Linked DNA regions of Rattus norvegicus: region 2 is linked to region 1. The links are chromatin contacts, called in public Hi-C maps. All regions are on one chromosome and are shown on one strand. Each heading gives the region's core, a stretch centred on a gene start, on an enhancer-like site or on the middle of the called end of the contact. The rest is flanking DNA. Distances are from core to core; before and after follow the strand shown.

The links. A called contact is a pair of places that touch in the nucleus more often than the background predicts.
Region 2: a Hi-C map of the A7r5 cell line shows a contact between it and region 1, with 5 times the contacts expected there. The contact joins the enhancer-like site here to the promoter of Nos3 in region 1. A contact is called at or near these places in 2 of 12 Hi-C or Micro-C datasets (the A7r5 cell line and Schwann cells).

The regions. Positions count from the first base shown.
Region 1 is chr4:11,705,045-11,708,482 of GRCr8, forward strand. It overlaps Nos3 (nitric oxide synthase 3), which reads right to left and starts at 1,537. Exons shown (of 26, transcript NM_021838.2): 1 at 1,368-1,537. The coding sequence starts at 1,531.
Region 2 is chr4:11,968,401-11,971,838 of GRCr8, forward strand. No RefSeq gene overlaps it. Among named protein-coding and RNA genes, the nearest start is that of Klhl7, 22 kb to the left of the region's middle. Within about 2 kb of position 1,906, at least 27 of the 93 cell types and tissues checked have an H3K27ac peak or open chromatin away from gene starts, as enhancers often do. A contact at or near this core is called in the A7r5 cell line, where this site is marked.

The DNA of each region.
Region 1 (3,438 bases), core at 287-2,786:
GGAGAGGGGGAAGGAGAGGGAGAGGGAGGGGAAAGGGAGGGGGAGAAGGAGAGGGAAAGGGAGGAGAGGGAGAGGGGGAAGGAGAGGGAGAGGGAGAGGGGGAAGGAGAGGGAGAAGGGGAGAGGGAGGTGAAGAGGGAGAGGGGGAGGGGAGGGGGAGAGGGGGAGAGGGAGAGAGAGGAAAGCACTAGCTCTTTGGCCTCCTTGCTTGGTCTGGGTTCTCACCTCAGGATGCCCTTACTTTACCTGAGATGGCGCCTGAGGTCCCCAGCAGAGCAGGTGCTTGTGCCATGCTCATGGCTGTTTGGTTTTCTGAACCAGGAGTGAAATAACCTCTGGTCTCAAGCTGTGTATAGCAACGGTTGGCTAGAATCCTCCTGCCTCCCCCTCAACTGCTGGGATTATGGTCATATGTCACCACGCTGGCTCCTAAGCCCCATTCTTCGTGTTACCCCATCTTAAGGGTCGTTTTGGCGCCTGGAAACGGAGTAGGCACTGGCTGTACTGTAGGGGCCTGGGCAGAGGGAAGCCCCCTGCATGGATTCCTCTGCTCTGATTTTGCCCCCACTCACACCCCTCTTGACAGCAGCCCTAGTGTGAAGGGAAGCTTGAGGCCTTATCACTTCCTCCCAGAAACGCCTGCCTGCACAGGAGGAAGGGAGGGACTTGGGGCCCTGCTGTCCCTGAGCCGCAGCAATGGACCCTCAGGCTTGGCAGGAGCCCCTTGGCCTGACATCCCACTGGAATTTTTTATTTTCTTCTCTTCAAGGACCTACCTCAGGCCCAGGGACGAGTGTTTTGAGGGCTGGGACTGCAGGTCTGTTTGTAGTTCAGGGTGGTGAGGAGGGAGTCCTTAAGCAGGAAATGGACCTAGCAGCTTTGCCTTAGCCCCCACCCCAAGAGTTTGGATCTCAGGCCCCAGCTCTCTCCTGCTCTATGAAACCCCACACCTAGGGTGCCCCTCCCCTGTCCCCATCTTCTCCAGGTAAGGCGCCATTACTACTGTTTGTAAAGTCTTCCTATGAACTAGAAACTTACAGACCCAAGAGGTGAGTGCTACTGAGTCCACGTTTTACCCACACAGAGGCTCAGGTCAAGTAACTTGTTTGAGGTTGAACAGTTCTTGACAAGGAGCAGCACTGAAACCCTGGCCCAGTTCTGTAGCAGGGCCTCTTGTTTCCTCTTACCTAGTACCTGATGGCCTTGCTCTGGCCTCTCTCAGCCATGCAGCCTCGTTCTGGTCTGTTCACTAGGAGGTTTTGGCACCAGTAGCCTGGTCCTCCTGGCTCTTCTCAGCACTAGACCTCAGTCCTCCATACCACCCCTTTAATCACAGCTCTTACCTGCTCACAGCCATGTGCCCCTCACCTGTGGTCTGGTGCTGGTCGGGTTGGGGACGGGGGTACTGGTGCCTGGCTAGGCTCTGGTGCCGGTGAGGCTGGGCCCTGCTTGCCGCATAGCCCTAGGCCCAGCCCGAGCCCTAGGCCACAGGGTGGCCCAGGCTCCTGGCCCACACTCTTCAAGTTGCCCATGCCAGCTCACCTCCACTCTGCTGACTGCTCAACAAGAGTCCTGGCCTTTTCCTTAGGAAGCAGGGAGGGGGTAGTGGGAGGGGGCTCTCAGATGCTGGCCCTCGCCCCGCCCCTGTCCCACACACAATGGGACAGGAACAAGGCCGGCAGGGAGGCTCTAAAACCTCGGCTTCATGCCCACTGACCCAGAGGGTGGGGGGCCGGACGCCTGGGTTCCGCCATGAGGGCTAGAGCTGATAAGTGAGAACCCAGGTGTCCATTAGAGGGCTACTGCAGGGCGGGAAAGATGCTTTGGTGGTGTTGGGCCACAGTAGGAGGGCCTTGTGCACTGGGCCAGTACCAGAGCAATGGAATATCATATTCCTGTGACCACAGAGATCTCTAGGTTAATCCTGGACCCCTTGCTCTCTTCTATCTCAGAGTCCTTTGGAAGCTTGGGGACACAGGTTCAGCAAGGATGCAGTGACATTTTGTCCTTTTGCCTGGTATTAGGGCATTTTCCCATTCTCATCTCAATTTCCTGAAACCCCCACACCCCATGACTCAAGTGGGGGGATACAAAGGGGCAGGAAGCTGCCATCCAAGGCCTCCACCTCCAATCCTGTCAAATGACGCATGTTTCCCTGGGGCAGCAGGTCAGTGGACCTAGCCACCAGGGCAGAGGCAGATGGCCTACAGGGGAGAGTTTGGGGGTGGGGGAGTGGACACTGAGTGTGGGCTAGGCAAAACTACAATTCCCAGAATGCAGGGAGATACATACCAGCACATTTTGGGCACCTTAGGCAGACATGCATGTTGGAGTTTGTAGTTCTATACTACCTACATCTGATAGAAAGCTAGGAGCTAGGTATTTGGGTGTACAGGAGTGGGAGTTTGAGACCTCAGAGGCCCAAGAAAGAAACTATAAGGAAAAACAAACAAAACAAAACCCCCAGAAACTTAAGAGACAGGGAGAGGCAAGACTGGGAGAGGCAGACAGGCAGACAAACAAACATGTGGATTTGTGTTGGCTGGACTCTTGAGAAGCAGGGGAGGATAAGATTGGGGTGGGCCTGGGTGGGGGGCTGGCAGGAATAGCCGGACAGAATGGGCTGTGCTGATCTTTGGGGTCACTAAGAAGGTGGGGTCCACTAGTTTGAGGCAGGGCAGGTAGAGGTGAAGGGGCCTCACAAATAGGGGGAAGCCGGCCCTTGGATGTGAGTGCTCTGGGCTCCCTGGATGACTGGTGGGGGCTGGGAACAGACAGTCAGCAGGTGACTCCTACACTAGTTTTCTTTCAGGCCTTGAGACCCCTGCCTGTACCTACTGACTTGCACTGTCAGAGAGGCAGGAGACGGGATCTAGCCCCTACTGCTGGATATTTCATCTTCACAGAACCTTGGATAGACTAGCTCTGCCTGGCTATTAAGTCCAGCTAAAACTTGACTCTGACAACCAAGGACTCTTTCTGTGAAGGGAACTGTGACTGGTCTCAGTGTCAAGATTCTCACCAGAATCATACACTGACACCTCTGGGTGCACCCCTGGCCTTAGCCTTGATGTAGGTCTTCCAACCCCCAGGTCTCCCCACCACATCTTTCCTACTGCTGCAAGGTTCTTCTCAAGGTCTCCCTTATACTTTGTCTTCACTTGGAACCTTTAGATAAAGTTTGGGAGGGCCAAGGCCGCTCTAACATGCTGGCCTATCCGTTCTTCCCAGTTTATTGCTCTCAAGACAAATTGGTTTTCTCAAACACTCCCAGGTTTTTGTGCCTCCAGGTCTTGTCCCTCATCGTCGATTTTCCTCTCAGACCAGAGAAAATCTTCCCAACTCTTCCTGGGCCAACCATGGCCTCAGAGATGCCATCCCATGTCTCTTAGAGAGCAGGTACCTCTTGCTGCAGGGAAGGTGGCTGACGTATTGCCTG
Region 2 (3,438 bases), core at 656-3,155, 260 kb after region 1:
GGATCCAAGGTGGAGGCTAGAAAGGAAGGGGCGTGTGTGCCTCAGCGTCTCTTCCTGGAGTGTCTTTTCTTAATTAGTGATTGATTGAACGGTCACGATTCCCTCAGGGTCTTAGTGTCTTGTTAATTGTGGAGATAGTCCCTCATCTCCCTCGTTTCCTACACATCTACTGATTATCCCCTCTGAACCAAGCTTAGCCAAACACAACATTGAATTTGAAAGAAGAGGAAAGCAGAAGTGGGCTTGGCTCTTCACTTAACTGATTCAGTCAGTCAATCACTAACTATGGTTTTTTCTTACATATCTTAAATTTAAGGTTTTTCCAAGGGAGAGGATTGCTTTGCTTTTCCTATTTCTAAGGCTTCAGTGTAGGTAAAAAGGCTATACCAGGAGCCTTCACCACCATATGTTTCCCCATGACATTGAAAGGGTAATGTAAGAAGAGAGAATTCTTTCAACAAGACAGTAAGCCATTCTATTGACACGTCCTATAATCCCAGCAAGCACGCAGAAGGTGCAGGCAGGAGGATCAGGTCAACCTGATTCAAGGTCATCCTTGGCTACATAGTGAATTTGAGGTCAATCTAGGCTAGCGACATGAGACCTTGTCGAAAAACTAAACTCAAAAGTCAAAGTAGCAGTGTGTAGGCTGTTCAGATACATGTTTTCATGCTTGCATCCAGGAGCATGATGGTTCTTTCCCCGCCCCCTAGCTAACATACAAACAAATATATTCACTGTTCCACTTTCAGCTGATTTTTTAAAAAAGTGTAATTTAGTTATAACCTCATCCTCATCCAAAAAGGGGCGTGTGTGTGTGTGTGTGAGTGTGTGAGTGTGTGTGTGTGTGTGTGTGTGTGTGTGTGTTTATAAATTCTAAAGAGAAAGAGTCAGGAGTGAAAAGCAGTCTCTCAAATATCCTCAAAAAAATTGAAATCTAATGGGGTTGATGTATTTCTTAAAATTCCATAATTGGCTGATCGCCTGTGGGTCATACACCAATTCACTTCAACCATAACTTGTGAAATTGCAATGCCATTTTTAGTTTTAAAAGACACCATGACAATAAATCATGCTACGAATGGATTTCAGTCCAAGCATTTAGCTGTGCCTCACATTTGCTAAATGAGAGTCAAAGTTGGCTCTGATAGAGTATCTGTCGCACAGCCACCTTGATTCAGCGGTATAAATATTTATGTGAAGCCTAGTTGGGGCGGTGTGAAAGACTGCAAACACATCTCTTCTCGTTATATAAACTATCAAACTCTTCTGATTATTTTGTTTCCTTCAAAGCCATTTACTAACAACACACACAAGGATGAGAGCGAGCGTCCACATTTCCTAGCCCAGGCGTCCTCGGAAGTGGATTACAGAGAGTAGCCCAGTACCTGAGGGAATTCTGGATGTATAAGACCTACTTCTTGCTCCTGGGTACTTTCCAGTGTTGTCGTCAGAAGCCCAGCAGGAGAGTGCTCTGAGATACTCAATTGAAGGACATAGATTACTTCCTGAGGAAGACTGAAACTTGTGAACAGAGTAAAAAGCCATTGCAGCAGCTGAATACTCACTGTGTACCAGGCACTGTGAATAGCATCACTGTCTCATTCAAAGAGAACAGCACTCAGCATAGGGAATGCTACCGGCTTCATTTTGCAGGTAAAGAGACAGCTTTTGAGAGATGAAGCAATTTGCCTAAGAGTGGCAGGCAAGGCTGGAGTTCTCCCTCTTGACATGTTGTTTACCTATCATTCACAAAGCTCTGGCTTGGATCCCAGCACCTCGCAGATTGGGTGTAGCGGGCGTGCCTGCAATTCCAGCATTTGGGAGGTGGTTAGCTAGCCTGGTCAGGGACTGTGCCGGATGCCGGAGAGGCGGCAGGCGTGGTGGGGCACATTCTTGTGCCCTGACATAGCCTCTCCTGATATAGCCAAGCACAGAAGCTTTGGATAGGCCTTGCCCGCATCGCCTACAAACACACAGCCTGAATGTACTCATCTGTATATTCATATATGTATAAATATATACTGATGTGTCTGTAAAAAGATAAAGAGAAGGGAGATATGTTTTGGTGGATGTGTTAGTGAGGTATGGGGAAGTGGGTGCCTCAGTAGGCCCATGCTGAGACATCCCTTCCCCCTGAGGGACCAGCCTCACAGCGGTATAGTATAGCATTTATTCAGGGCATGGAGAGGGGAGTTGAGAGGGTAATAGAGGCAGAGAAAGAAAGGCAGGGAGAGAGAGAGAGAGAGAGAGAGAGAGAGAGAGAGAGAGAGGAAGAAGGAGGAGGAGGAGGAGGAGGAGGAGGACGAAGCCAGCCATGAACATGTGGGGAGAGAGGGAGGAAGGGAATGGAGAGGGGAGGGGAAGAGGTGAGGGGACAGAGCAGGAGCAGAAAGACAAGAGCAAGAGAGCGAGGAGGAAGCAAGCAGCCCCTTTTATAGTGAGTCAGGCATACCTGGCTGTTGCTAGGTAACTGTGGAGTGGAGCTTAGACAAAATGCTAACATGTGAATGTGTGAAATTGTCAAAGTTAATTAGAAATATTTTCTTTTTCAAAAAGGACTTGCTGTGGAAGCTAGGTGTGAGGGGGGCATGCTTCTAATATGAGTCTTGTGGGACTCAGGAAGCTGACAGTAGGATGGTGAACTCAAGGCTGGCCTGGGACGCACAATGAGCTCGTAACTCAGAGAGAGGGTGTGGGGATGCTAGCTTAATGTTTTACAGTCACAGGAGGAAAATGGACAGCATGCAGTGTTTTAATGGGGATGAGGGTGGGGAGTGGACAGCACTGAAGCCCAGAAGCCCACGTTCCTACTTTATTATACTAACCCCGAATGCAGAAGTAGGTTTTCCCCAGTGGGATCAAACACTCATCTACTGAGTGAACTTGAGCAGGGCAGATCGGAGCCTGACAGTTCATGGTTTACATTCTTAAAGAACCCCAAGTCGTGCTACCGCCCGGGCACTTCTCAGCTGCTGCCATGATGACCTCCCCCACCAATCCCTCTCACAGACTGTGGAGACCACGGACTGCCAGAAAACCTGGACTTCCTTGAGTTCCCTTCTCCAGCCATGTGTATATCTACATGTTCCTGCCTTCCTATCCTGAGCTTGGATGTCCGTCTTTGAAGAACTTCACCAAATGCTTCATTCACCAGGTTCATGCTAGGAGCTGATAAAGATACGGACCACACGAAGAGCTTTCCTTCAGGGAAGCAAGCTTCTGAGACCTCACTGAACCAGAGACGATTGGAACTACACCTAAGTGACTTCACGTAGCCATATTGCCGAAAGAGCATGTGAAATCTATCAAGAATTGGGGACCGTGGAGAGAACATCAGTCATGGAAAAGAAAGAAAGAAAGAAAGAAAGAAAGAAAGAAAGGAAGGAAGGAAGGAAGGAAGGAAGGAAGGAAGAAAGAAAGAAAGAAAGAAAGAAA